Linked DNA regions of Anas platyrhynchos: region 1 is linked to region 2. A link is a contact called in public Hi-C data. All regions are on one chromosome and are shown on one strand. The core of a region is the stretch at or near the end of the contact, and the rest is flanking DNA. Distances in the headings are between cores, read along the strand shown. Region 1 overlaps RALB (RAS like proto-oncogene B). Region 2 holds the start of RALB (RAS like proto-oncogene B).

Evidence for each region. A called contact is a pair of places that touch in the nucleus more often than the background predicts.
Region 1: a contact with region 2 is called in a Hi-C map of liver, with 1.9 times the contacts expected there. The contact joins the enhancer-like site here to the promoter of RALB in region 2. A contact is called at or near these places in 3 of 8 Hi-C or Micro-C datasets (liver, small yellow follicle and subcutaneous adipose tissue).

What each region holds. Positions count from the first base shown.
Region 1 is chr7:13,962,929-13,970,105 of IASCAAS_PekinDuck_T2T, reverse strand. It overlaps RALB (RAS like proto-oncogene B), which reads right to left. Exons shown (of 6, transcript XM_005017507.6): 6 at 5,770-7,177. Among named protein-coding and RNA genes, the nearest start is that of INHBB, 17 kb to the left of the region's middle. Within about 2 kb of position 2,490, at least 1 of the 8 cell types and tissues checked has an H3K27ac peak or open chromatin away from gene starts, as enhancers often do.
Region 2 is chr7:13,917,853-13,924,949 of IASCAAS_PekinDuck_T2T, reverse strand. RALB (RAS like proto-oncogene B) reads right to left here and starts at 4,949. Exons shown (of 6, transcript XM_005017507.6): 1 at 4,807-4,949; 2 at 4,449-4,601. It overlaps LOC140002915 (a long non-coding RNA gene), which reads left to right. Exons shown (of 4, transcript XR_011810570.1): 3 at 689-931; 4 at 1,863-4,455.

The DNA of each region.
Region 1 (7,177 bases), core at 1,241-3,740, 48 kb before region 2:
GAAAGCAAGCTTGCAAACATGAAGCAAGTGCACTCAAAAGGCTTGGAAACAAAAAGACTGAAAGAGAACTCCAAGTTCATTTTCTAAAGCATCTCATTATTTCTAAACCAAGCGTAGTTTTGGAGGCCTAACTTATGGTTTTCAAGCTCCTGAGGCAAAGCTGCAAATGTGGCCTTTATTCCCACGCAGGAGCAGCTCTGCCTGCCCTCCTCCCTCCATGCTGTTCAGGGAGGGGAAAGGGAAAAAAAAGCAAATCAAAACAACTCAACCAGGCACGGCGTTACCCTCCGTTCCACAAGTGTTTGCTGCACTGCTGTCATCACTCGAATGGATTTACTCAAGGTACCACATTAGAAAGCTCTAACCTGGCTATGGGAATAGGCAAATCACCTGCTCTGCTACTGCTCCACAGGTAGGAAGCAGCTCTCATGAGCAAAGTCTGAGGTGTCCAGCTCTCCCAGCACTAATAATCCTTCTGCGGGTAGTGGTTCTTCCCATAATCTGATTCACTCTCCATTGTCCTGCAGTCTTCAGAGCTGGATCTGGGCAGCCGACCGTGCCTGGGGAAGCAAGTGCCTGTCACCTGGTGGCACTGCTCAGCACCTAGTTAGAGAGGAGACACCAGGAGGAAGAGGAGAGAAGGGCTCATGACTAGTTGAAGCTATCTGAACCTAAGTAGAACCATGAAGATTTGAAACCCTAGAAGCTGGGCTTACACAGACTTTCTATTAAAAAAAATAAAATCTGAGGCCCTAGAGTGGAAGAGGTTCTCCCTCAGCCCTGCCCAGGGTGCTAACTAGAAGAGCTGCTGTATGTAAAACCAAACACCTAATCTACCCCGCAGGCATCTGTTCAGCAACCTAGTAGGTCTTGGTTTTCATAGCTCCACCTCCCAAGCAGGAAACAGTTTTTAACTTCTGAATCCTGCAATTTTGGCCAAGGATCCTTTTGTCAGGGAGATTTGCATCTGGCTTGGACTGTTTCTCTCAGGTTTTCTTCAGCCTTTCTAAAACTGAAGAGCCAGACAAACTTTTCTGAGTAAAACCGTAGGCTATCTTGGGCAACGTTACCATGGTCGTTTTCATTTAGAAGCAAGAATTTGGCTATTTTTAAGATAATTGCTCCTTCCCCCAGTCCACAGTTGTTTTCCTTGTTTACATGTACAGCAGCATAATGCCGTCATTTTGCGGGGAGGGTAATCATGTTACAGAGCACTCTTACAGACCACAGGGTGAGAAACACTCATCTAAACAGCAAGTTCAGTTTGTTGTATGTGTTTTCCTTTTAAATAAAACCCAGTACTATTAAGCAGTAACTTTCCTCGTCTCTTAGTGCTACATGTATGTACAAGTTTGTCCTTGAATTCTGGTATTCGGCCTATGAAGCCAACATGCATAAAGCCTCCGATAGCCTGAACACTAGACTTTAAAAACAAACTCTATAAACTCTGATTATATCGAAAACATGATTCTGCCTCAAAGCCAAGTAAAGCCCATTGGAACGAACTTACTGTAAACACTGGAAATTAATCAACCTTATCAGGACAGTAACTGCGGAGCATAGGGTCCCAGTCATACCTCTGCATTTCACCTCTAACCCTGCTGGAGTTGCAAGGCTTAGGGGGGAGCTGGCATTTCCCTAGCAGATTCCATTCCCACAGCAGACACTAAGCAGTTTTAGTTGTGGGGGAAACAGACTGGGGAGCAGGAAAAAAAAAAAAAAAAAAAAAGGTTTTTAACAGGATATACCCACCCCCAAACTGAGGCTTTATGCTGCAAAGAAAAACCAGCATCTTTAGTTACCCCTAGAAACAAAATGTTTTGTGAAGTAATGCATAGTCCCCCGGAACAATAACTATTCTTTCTGGCATGCAAATCAGTGCTCAGTGAGCAGAACAAACTTACACTTGCAATGCAAACTGGTTTAATGCTATAGAAATTGTAAAGCCACCATCCTCGTGAGAAACTGCTGGTTCTGCTGCACACTAGAATGTTTAGGCAAGAGTTAATTTTGTGTTTGCATGCAAAAGGAAAACTTTAACTTAGAACAAGGTTTCCTACTGCACAAGAAAATCACATGGCAGAGCAAGAACAGAAGAATCTAGTTAGCAGGGATTTCTACATGTAATTCAGGTAGCAGATTAATAGCAGCTACTTGTAATCTCATCTGAGCATGCTGAATAGCCCCTCTCCATGGTAGAGCTTCTAACTTCTGAAGCCACAAGATGGAGCCAAGTTCTCAGGAAGAGGTGCCTGTGCCATCCCAGGAACTGGGAGAGCATTTAGCACACAAAAGAAACCACACTAGTTTCTGGTTCAGGCAGAACACAAACAAGCACCAAGGCAGAAGTATGGGCAATCACTGCCTGGTTTGATGCTGCTGTAACTTAAGGGAGGCCTACTCCTCACAGGCATCCAACAGCATCTGAATAGAAGGGCCTCATTCTGGGCTTCAGGTACAGCCATATAGTACTGTCCAGAAGCCTCTCCTACCTCCTGAGTAACTTTTCACACTCGTCATGCTGAGTATTTTAAAATAGACTTCACTGGAAAGAAGAGCTACGTAAGCCACCATGTCAATCCAAAAGAGAGGGCAAACATCAGGCAAGAACCACATAAACGAGATTATTTAAACAGCTGTAATTCTTGGCCAGGAGTCACCAGCAAAGGGACGTGCCACTTCCAACTTGTATGGCAATGACAGTAGAAACTGCACCCAACAGCAAGTTTACTGTGAACCCCATTTCTGTGCCATTCAGAATTCAGTGACATGAACAGTGCAGTGAGTCTGTCTCGAACCAGAGGCATCTCTGCAGAAGTTTGTTCATCACAAACCAACACAGAGTAGTCTCACATTCAAGACTAGGGATCAGTACTTCCACACAACATTGTTTGTTCAGTTATTTGCCCATCAAGATTGACCAAAAAGAGAGGAGAGGAACTCTGTTTACACTGTCAGTGCAAGCTGTCTGTTCTAGTTATGTAGCAGAAAGTCAGCCATGAAGATGAACAATTCAAGGCACTTCAGTGGTGTAATTCTGAAATACACGTAGACAGTTTCACCAGCACTGATTAGAGGATCCTCACTCACTTCTTCCTCCCCTCCTTCCTCACAGCCTGGAATATAATCATATTATAACTTTGATACAAGCAAAAGGTGAGTTCCATAAACTGCAAGTCAATGGCTGCTTGGTTTAAGAATTTAGGAATTATACTTGCTCATAAAATACTGTGAAAATCAATAACAAACAAATACGGTGCCTATTTTTTTTATTATCAATAGTAATACAAATCAGTTGTATTAGCATGATAATGAAAAGTAACTTTTTATAGACATTAGAAATGTTTGTGCAAGTAAGAGACAAAGCTCTGAAGCTATGTAAGAAAAAAATAAGTTTACATTGTGTAGTATAACATACATGGTTTAGAGGCAATCTTATTAAATCTTGCAGTCACAATCACTTCCTCTATGCTAAACCTCTTTCTTGGTGTTAAGAGATAACACCTTCCCCTCCCAAGAGGAACACCTGCCATTTCCATGAAGTGTGGAGATCATGGTGAAAATCATAGCTTTTTTTGTTCCTCTTCCTTCTCCCAACTACAAAGTCAACAGGAGGTGAACATAGCAACATATGCTTATAGCAATTAAAGAAAGCTTCTGTCTACACATGCTCTGAGTTGAATTGATAAACAGTATCCTCTTTTTGACCAAAAATTGATAGGCCTGTCAGCCCCAAACCCTGGGTTAGCACTTCGGAAAGTTTTAAAAGGAAAAAAATATGACAGTATTTACTCAGATGCATCCACCCTTCCCCCTACATTCCACATTGCAACTTTGTGCCTTAGACCCAAAGTATTCTTAAGCACTGTATTAGCCAGACAGGATTCTACTGCAACTTCAGATAGGTAATGTAGTGAAGTCTTACTGAAGTTTAACGCCCACATCTTTCTTCATCAAACCTAGGGTTTACCTAGAAATTGCAGTAAAAGGTCATCAGCCTGTACAGAACGCATAGAACAAGTCACTGAAGATGCTCTTCAGGCTGCATCTGTACTCTCATCTATAGACACCCTTCTCTAGCCAGGAAAAGAGAAGTCAGCTCTCACACTCCTGGAATTTAGCCTGCTTTTTAAAATGGAACTTTATATAGTGACTTACGCCCTGTTACAATGGGAATTTGTCTCCTACATACTTGTTTGCTCAGATCCAAAGGAAGACTAGAACACTTGAATACCCACAACCTGGCCAGATACAGAAGATTACATACTGCAGTAAACAGCTCCCTGACTTTACATCAAACTCTTATGCAAGAATAACATCTGACAGTACACTTGCACTTAAGCATTCAAGTCTCGCATGACCTCCAGTCTCAAATATCCAGTTACTTGCCTACAGCCATGCTCTAAGAAGGTCATGAAAAGACTACTAGAATATATCAGCTTCAACACAGCCTTCAACTGCCTCAGCTACACAGCATGGCAATCAGGCAGCCACACACACCCCTTGCCAAAGTCCTCCCAGCTTGATGTACCGGAGCTGTAAGCACTCATTTGGGTAAAAGCCAAAGCTCCCTTTATTCTGCTCACAGGAAAACCCAAATCTAAATGCAGCATTTCTCCACACGACTTTTTATTCATTCCAGTCAACCCACCTGAAACCAATGTGTACTGATGTCCAGTGAAGCACATCTGGAAGTCATTCAAGAACCCTCAAATTGCATTGCCCCCATTTAGGAGAACATACATTCGGACACTTCCACCATACGAGGTGGAAGCAGCAGGATTCCAGTCCAGGAGAGCTGTTTTACTGCCTTTCTGGTGCAAGTCAAAGCTTGTTACCCACTGTTACCAAGTAGTCAAGGTAGCTGCCTTGTTTATCATGTTCTCCGCTGCAACTGGAAAGTTAAATCAGAGTTTATCAGAAGTACAGAAGAGGATACCATAGAGCTGCTGTATTTAGGCTATGCCTAGCATTTCTGGTAAAGGTTACAAGCACAGAACGCTGAAGAGATGCAGTATCAAGTCATGAAACGGCAAGCACCATTTTCAAGCAAGTCCACCTTAGTGGTGGAGCTTTATCTGTTGAAAAAAGTAACCCAAGTGAAAAGAGCACACAAACCGTACAGACAGCCATGGGAGACAGACTGTTCTGAATAGAAATTCATCTGCCCTATCAAATACTGTCATGTATTTTATGATTAAAGAGATCAAAGGTCAAGGCATGCGAGTCACTTGAGTTACCACAGCTTAGCTGGTTATTGTGAGCTTTGCCAAGTTCATTATTAATATAGCAAGGAAAACTTACTCAGTTTTGTTAGATACTTTTTACAATCCACCTCAGAGGGGCTTGACCTAGTTAAGCTTGCAGCGCAAACTCAACTGTTGTTTATCCTTTAGGTTAATTAACGACTTAACCCGTAGGCCTCAACTAAAACCAAACCTGAGTGGTCTGCTTCCAAAGCAGACATTGATATGTTGTAGGCACACTGTGCATTCAGAAATGGACTTGATCCATGGGAGTTCAAGAGGAAACTTCATTCCAAGCATTACAGCTCCAAGTGTCCCATTAGGTGTTTAGATTTCAGACAGATACTGGTCAAGTGGTTCTGTAAGCCACCAGGCTCCTACAGGCTCTGCCTCACAATTCTATTGTAAGTTGGCTTTGTGATACCAACCATGGCATTACAAGAAATATTTCCAGAACTGGTAACCATTCTTTCTGTGCACAGAAGGTAACGTTAACAGACAAGGAATTAAACGTGACATGAACGAAGATTACAGCACCTTTTATTTAGTACATTTTCCCCAATCCAATGAGTTGCCTGACATGTTAGACTAATTATGGAAGACGATGAGTTTGTGATAAGTCCCTGTAAAACCTCAGACCAGAAGTTCTGATATCTAACAGTTTTCCTCCACAGTTCAGACACTGAATGCACAAGAGCAATCTAGTACATGTTAAAAATGTTTTCCATCTTCAAATTACAGTATGAAGTACAGAACAGTATTTACCACTCTTTTACCTCAAGAAAAAAATATTTGTTAATTTAGTGCTGCAGTGTGCTTCATTGAACAACCACATAGCATTATCCTTTCACCAAGGGTGTTTTAAGCATCTAGTTAAAAAGCAAGGTACAGTCACTACTTTTCAAGTCTGTCTACTCCTTCAAAATGGAAGATATCCATAATTCATTGAGAGACTCTACAAACAGAAGAGACAGTTACTTTCTACAACAGTGACAGAAGTATTTTTTTGGCAACTGCACTTAATTTAAACTGCATCAGAAAACACAGTTCAGTCAGCTGACAAGAGAACCTGCTAAGAAATGACTTCTCTTCCATTTTTAGGCTGTTTTTTGTTGACTAAAACATGACCACCATTGCATAACTGACAGCAAAACTCAACATGCATCTCCATGTGCTAGGTTGCTGTGCATCAGAAACAGTACATATAAAATTAAGTGAGTAACAGATGTGGCAACTGCTTAACTCCATTTGCTTTCTGCAACCGTGCAAATAATCACTGAGAGGTAGCACGTATGCCTCACCTACTCCAACTCATGACTGTGTTGTGACCCACCCTTACTCGAGGTCTGTTTTCAGTAAGACATGGAATGGATGCAGATGTTCCCACTTTCCCATCATGATCGTGGATTTAATATAAACAAAACACGTGAACACTGATTTTCACTGTTCCAGTACGAAGGGGAATGATGACCAATGTAGAATGAGTGCAATCGTGTCTAGCCACAAAACATGGAAGAAACCCAGGACATTTCTAGGAGACTGTGACAACACTATTCCTTTTGAAGAAAGGCTTGAGTCATTTTCTCACCCCATACCACTAATTTAAGGATGAGAAGATGGACCAGCGGGGAATGCATCTGACCAGTATTTAAATATCATAGTTTTTATTACCTAAATAAGTCTGAAGTGAGTCCATAGGCTTGATTCATGAATGCTGTATTGACTAAACAGAATATGGAAGAAACTTTGTTTTGAGTTGACTCAAGTGTCAGTTGCTATTTAAGTGGAGTGTAGGAAGGAAACAAGCAGATTTCAGCATAAGAAATCAGTGACCACTGACAGAAGATGGAGACTCAAACTCTTACCAGTTGTCATCTGGCTTTTCTGCCGTTTGCAACATCAAGTAGGGCAACAGTGAAAAATTGTTTGAA
Region 2 (7,097 bases), core at 3,700-6,199:
CTGACTGCTCTCTTCAACAATAGAGGAAGCAAGCCCAAAATTCAAGGCCCATCTTTGACAGAGCTCTTCTCAAATGAGATAATATATTATACATCTTCCATTCTCATTCAGATTATCTACAAGCTGATCCATCCTTCACTCCTACTAACTGAACAGTTGCTGCAGAAAATGATTCTCTGCCCATGAACTGTGTGTGTATTCATTTAATTTCAACTGTTTTATTTCATTTTGATGAGACACACAGACCACAAAACTTATTTCTATTCCCACCCTGGAAGAAAACACCTAAGCACACTGTAATTTCAAACCTTATTTTTACCAAATATTAACCTACTCTTGATTAAAATTTGCAGCTTCTTGAGCATTATTACCATCACATTTAGCTGGTTAGTCATAATCATAGGAACTGTCAATAAAAGGGGACATGAGCGAATAGCCACGGGAATGTTTTCAATTGTTTGCATTGCTTTCTCGGGTTTGGTTTCAAAGTCTGTGAAGTCTCATCTCCTGTCCACCTTGTACTGGACAATTCAGACAATTCATGCCTGGCTTTCAACAACCCCTTGGAAAGGCAGCACCTCTAAGACCTGATAGATAGGTGCTGACACAGTGCTCCTGCAAACTGCTGCTCGCATGGCATCAGGCTGTTTTCTGAAGTCTGTGAGGAAAACACCTTTTTCTCTAACAGAAACTGAAAGCAAAGCCGGAGCAACACTAACGACACCAATGACAGCTGGCCACTGATGACAGAGCCATAGTGACAAGAAAAAAATATGCTTTTTAAAGAGAAGATAAACCCAAAATGAAAACAACATGACCCTGGAGAGGAGATGGGATGGCCTTTTGGAACATGTCCCCAGGACTCGCTACCTGGAACCGTCTGCGTAACCCCCAGTTCAGCAGGCAAGATGTGACTCTCATTTCTTTGCAAGTACAACATGTTACATTACTTTGGGTTGTTTCTATAAATACAGCATGCCAAAGCTTATTTAATGATTTTACCACCTAGGAGTGTTATTTGCAGTCAGTAATGAAGCAGTTGAAATTTTAAGGTATTTTGTTGTTAAATTGCAATGAAGTTGGAAAGGCTGCTTGCCCAGATTCCCCGTTCATTACATATGGTAGAAGTCCTTACAGAAATCTAGGAGCTGGCTACAGCCTTGTGCTGCTTGTCTCACATGTAGCAAAAATATTATATGACACAAAGCATTATATAAGCCTGTGTAACAGACAGCTATGTTTAAATCCAGGTTTAATAGGGAACAATGTATGGTAATGCTACTGCTCTGTTTCCTCTCCTGAGCCTCTCTCTATCTTCTGCCTATGTACATATTTTCTGGGCCGTTTATTCTTCCCTGTAATGAATAATATTATTTAACAGGTAAGATAGTGAGTACTGGAAAAAAATATTTATGTCCCATGAACCCAAACAAAAACATGGAGTGCACTCAAAAAACTATAAAGCTGTTGGAGCATGACATTAGCCTGAACACAGGAACTATTTGTTTAAACAAGTTTTCAAGGTTTGTACATCTTTATGTACCAGTTTATCCTGAGATGATACAGCATATCGTTCAGAATTGCATGTCTAAGCAGATATTTCTTAAGATGCAATTTCTTTGTGCTTCAGGCTACATTTTCATTTAGTCATGACAGCGTAACAAGCAGTTTACCTCTTGCATTCTGTGGGGCAATAACTTTACTGTGCTCCATTTAGTAAAGCTATGGATATTAAGTGCAACTGCTGTTGACAGTATGAAAAAAGAGTATTGCTACATTGATGTGAAAGAGATTGTCGTGAGTTTTAAATGTGTTCCTTATCCTTATCCTTTTTTTCTTTTTTTTTTCTTTTTCTTCCGGAGATCTGTTTGAGTATATTTTTCAAGTTCAAGATTACTGTAAGCAAAATGTATGCAGATGCTACCTGAAGCTATATCTGAAAAGGAAAAACTAAAAAAGTCCTAAGCATGAAAAAATTTTGCAAATATTTCAGCTGCTTATGTGAAATAAAACATGATAATCTAACACAGAATTGAGAAGAAGTATTTTAATAATTTAAGGAGTTTTCTCAACTTTAGAGTTGTCTGGTTTGATGATTAAAATACAGAGCAAGGAACCAGAAGACATAACCTCTATTTTCAGTGTTAGCACTGACTCACTGTGTGATATTAAGTCACTTAATTTAACTGTCTCACTCTCCATCTCACCTGCAAAATGAGGGAACCTACCTCACAAGTTCTAAGTGAGATTAATTAATTAAACGTTTGCTGCACACCTAAAAGTTCTTGGATGTAAGGTGGTGGAAAATTTATTATTAAACACATATATAAACAGGATACAAGTGCAGAGCTGGGTGGTTTCTATAAAGGAAGCCCATTTCTCTTTCATCTCTGAATTTTTTAAGCATGACAACAAAATAATTAACTACAGGAAAAACTGTGGGTGAAGCCCTTGAAAAGAGTTTATAAATTGGATATAAAAAACATAGCCACAAACTAGACACTGACTAAACTATAACTAAGAAAAAAAAATACATGATTCCATTTTCAATAGGGCTCAAAATTAAAGACAAAGGTGACTTCTATGATCCAGAAGTAAATTTACATCTAATGACAGTGAAAGGCAGCAGATTTAAATGTGGAGAAAGGAAATAATGTTTCTTAAAGAAAAGACATTGTTATTAAACTCACTGCCATACGTTGTTGGAATGAAGATCTCAGTGAATTCAAGAAACAAACATTTATATGGAAATATGAATATTCATTGTGATATTTTACAAAATGAAAGAGTTAAAAAACACCTGTGTTGTAGAGCACAAGTTAATTGTTGGCTGATAAGCATTAAGAGAATCTGCTGGGAAGCTCTTTGAACAGCTGAACACCCCGGGTTTACCTGCAGCTGTGCCAGAGCACCTAGAACAGGTCACTGGGGAGGTAAACCTCTGGAACCAGTGGGCCAGTGGCCACATCTCATTCAGCCACAACAGCGCTCCGTCAGCTGGGCCACACAGTTCACCTTCTACTCAACATTGCTACGTTGAGAAAAAGGCAGGTTTGTTCTGTCGCAAAATTAACTATGTCAGCAACAGAAGAGGGTCCAGCAACTTTTAACTAAAGAGGATTTTCTGCCTTCCGTGCTCTCAGTGGCAAGCTCACAATGCAGTTGAGATAACACAAAGCAACAATTTTTACTGACATTGTTCTGTGGCCTTATAAGCTGATCAAAACCACAGGAGGCAAAGGAGAAATGGATAAAGTAGTGGGATCAATGACACATTCAAAGGTTACCTGCTTCCTGGACAATTACTTGCACCCAAGATTGTTTGAGGAAAGGATGCAACTCATCTGCACTTTTCTGAAGCCTGTTATTGTTATCTTGTATATTCATAAGCATCACTGCTGCTTTCTGCTGGTCCCACTCAAACAGAGCTAGGCCTTTACACGAACCATGACTGTGAACTTTTTGCAAAGTTTTGGCATGCTGCTGGTGTGTGTTACTCTGGCAGGGGCACATGCACAGGAAAAATCATGTGCTCTGTCCCCTTAAAAGCAGTCTTCTAGGTTAAGAAACAATTTAAATTATACCATTTAGTAAATATAAATGCAAGTGGATTGTTAACCTTCATTGTAACATTTTTTACGCTGTGAATTCCAGAACATGCTAAGCTATTCATCTACTATAAATGTAATTCTAAATATATATTTGATACAGCTGATACATTTCTACCCAGTTAGCATTGCAGAGACATCCGGACAAAACCTTAGGCCCTCCACCAAGAATGGCAAGACCTTTCCATTCAGCCCTTCTTTCCCTTTTCATTACAGAGCTAAAAGACCAAGATGGAGAAGTACAGAAGTAACAACAGCAAGGGTTATGTAGTTATATTAAAAGGAAACAATGACTCACTGTTAATATGTTTACTTGGCCTGTATGCTTCAGGATGAGTGAATATTAGTATAGAAATCTAGTTCTTTTATTCTCTTTTTATTTAGCTTATTACTAGCTCATACTACTGCCTTGGTTAAGTCAAACAAGACTAAGAATAAACAAGAGGTGCTTGTCACCCAGCATTACCACAATGCCACGTGCTCACTCCGAGCTGCTTGTGTATACATTTTAGCAGCTGTTTTTTCCTGTCTGTCCACAGCAAATGGGTAGGTTGCCTCACAGAGTACGTGCGCCTTGTCCTTTTCCTGCACCCAGCCCATATCTGTAACCCTCTCTCTGCAGCCTGAGAGCCTTCCCCATTGCTGCTATCCCTCTCCTCACCCCAGCTGGGCCAGGGAGCTCCTTTTTCTTCTCACCTCAGTGACAGAAAATGAAAGCAAGTTCTCCTTTCACGTGTATTTCTGTCACTGACTGCGCACACGTATAAATACATAGGCGATCTTTCTTCAGTGCCACATTACAAGCTAGAGAGATCATCTGGTTTCTTAGCTGATACTCACTGTGCTTAAGGAGGGTGCTCGTCCTAGAGCAGCAGTTTCTCAGGGAGCGCGAATCAGGCAGGCAGGCACAGGATGGCAGGGGCAGCTCCACTCCTGTTTCCAGACCAATTCACCCGGTGACTGTGGCTGGACTCCTCCTAGTACCTCACAGAGCTGCAAGAAAAGGGAAGGGCTCAGGATATGATATCATGCGCTCGTTCTGAAAACAAGGAAACTGTTGTAGATGATTGAAAAAGTAACAGCTTCAAAATTCCTCAATGGCCAATAACAGAGAATTACTTTCCTGCTTCGCCTTCCCAACCCTCTTCAAAGACCTTTTCACTAAATAAAAGTGACAAATTTAGGAAACAATATTTACCTCATGACTAGGAACAGCTGAAGAGCTGTATTAGAGCTGAGCCATCTCAGAGCATTGTTGTGTTCCCTGTTGCGGTCCGTTTGTCTGTGCGTACACTGTATCTCAAGCTCTGACCTTGCTGCCCAGAAAGATACACTCAGGCAAACACACATTCCCAGCTCCCTGCAGCCACAGCTGGGTTTGCATAAGCAGCAAGGACTCCCAATCATCCACTCCTTGGCAGTACCCAGACCTGTTTATTGCCCTTTCCAGTGAAAGTAATATCGTCTAAAGCACCTAAGTGACTTAGGAATCCAATTAATATTTTCTAAAGCAATGTAAGCAAACAGGCTTGTAAATCTCCTGGAAAGTCAATGTGATTTTGTGCAGATTGTTAGGTTAAGTTTTACTCCCTAGATTTCTTTCTACTTGCAAGCCTACTTTAGAAATAATAATCCATTTGCAGGGCTATATTATTATAAATTTATTCCACAGACCATCATTTATGGTCTTTAAAAAAGACATTAGTAAACACTTGAAGCAAAGCAGATGTCTGAACTCAACACAATTGTTCCTAACCTGAATTTATCTTTGCAGTATGCTGTTTCTGTTTCAGATCTGAAGAAGCACCTGTGTGCCTAAAAGCTTATCTGTTGTGTTTTTTTTTTGTTTGTTTGTTTTGTTTTTGTTTTTATTTTTTCCAACTTTATCAATTGGACTAATAGAGGAGACACATTTTTCTCTCAAGTAGCCAGGATATTTTTATTTCTGTTGTAATTTCATAAAACACTATCAGAAGAAAATTTGCTACAGCCTTCAAGCACACAACATTTTTATGTAGTTGGGAATTGTGAAGTACTCTGCAACGGCACTGTGCTTGCCTTTCAGATTTCTTTTTTGTGTTAAGAAGTTCTCATGATTTTTTTCATGTAATTCATCCCAGATTCAGCAGTAAGACCACCCATGAGTGATATATTGTAGTTTACTGTCATTTTCAAGCTCCTGTATTGGCCTTTGGCTTAATGGCTTGGGTTTGGGGGAACCTTACCATATTAAAGCAGTTTAATGATTTGGCATTTTGTATTTCAGTATTTGTCAGACAAATCCTTCTACCATGCTGTGCAACAGGGTGTTGCTCTTTCAGCTCTATTGTTTGAACAGAAATATTTTGCTGCCGGATTTCTTGTTCCATTTGTGTGCTTTGTTAGTGGACTTTCAATTTCAGGGATTTGTTCTGTCTAGGAGCATAATGGAAGAAGAATACTTTGTAATATTCATATTTATTAAACAGATGATAGTATTATCAATGCTTGTTTATCCAGTGGTGATGTGTTGCCTAAATAAACCTTTTAAAAGCAGTAGCAGTGAAATAAACAGGAACACAGAACCATTATCTTCATAAAGACTCCAGGGGCTTTTCTAATTGCTGGTATTTCTGATTCAAGGATTAATCGCCTTTAGTCATTCCGTGTAGTGAAGGACATCGGAAATTGCACAGACATAAGAAATTGTGAGGTTGCGGGGTGTGATTTAAAATCACTAATACATTTAATTTTGTAGAGTTTAAGAAGTCCCCTCTCAAAAGCTGGGATACAGTTTACATTACATTTCTACAGGAAACAAAACAGGTGGTAGCTTGGAATATTCCAGCCGAGGATATTCACAAGACAACACACATTAGTAACAAAGCCTTGAGTCCAGGCAGATGAAGCAAGCCTGAAGTAACCACAGGCATGTTGATGCTGATTCTCTTCTTGGTTCTTCACTGATTTTAACATTTATCTGACTTCATCCTGAATTACTTCAGTGCAAGCGAGATGAAAAGCAGACCAGTTCTGCATGGCTCTGGTTTGTTTTGTGGTATTCCTTTTTTTCTCTTGCCAGAAGACCATCTTTCTTAGATTCTTGCTTCCTCTCCCTATTTTCCTTCAATTTAGAATTACTGAATCATTAAATAATTTTGATTAGAAGGAACCTCTGGAGATCATCTGGTCCTTTCCCTACATGAAACAAGGCTAACTTCAAAGTTAGGTAAGGCAGCACAGGACTTTGTCCAGTCTGGGTGGAAATTCCAGTTTCACAGAGCGTTCCCTTTGAGGGTTCAGCCACCCTCACAGTGAAGTCCATATGGAGGGTAGCTCATGTTACTCTGTGCATTTATAAGACTGTGTATACTCCCCCACATTAGCATAAAGGTACCTGATAGAGAACCTGGATAGAGACGTAGCTTGGGAAGGAGGTGGGGGGAAACTACAATATGTGGAAATAAGGGAGGGGGAAAAAAAAATAAAAAATTAGTTTTACAGAAAGCA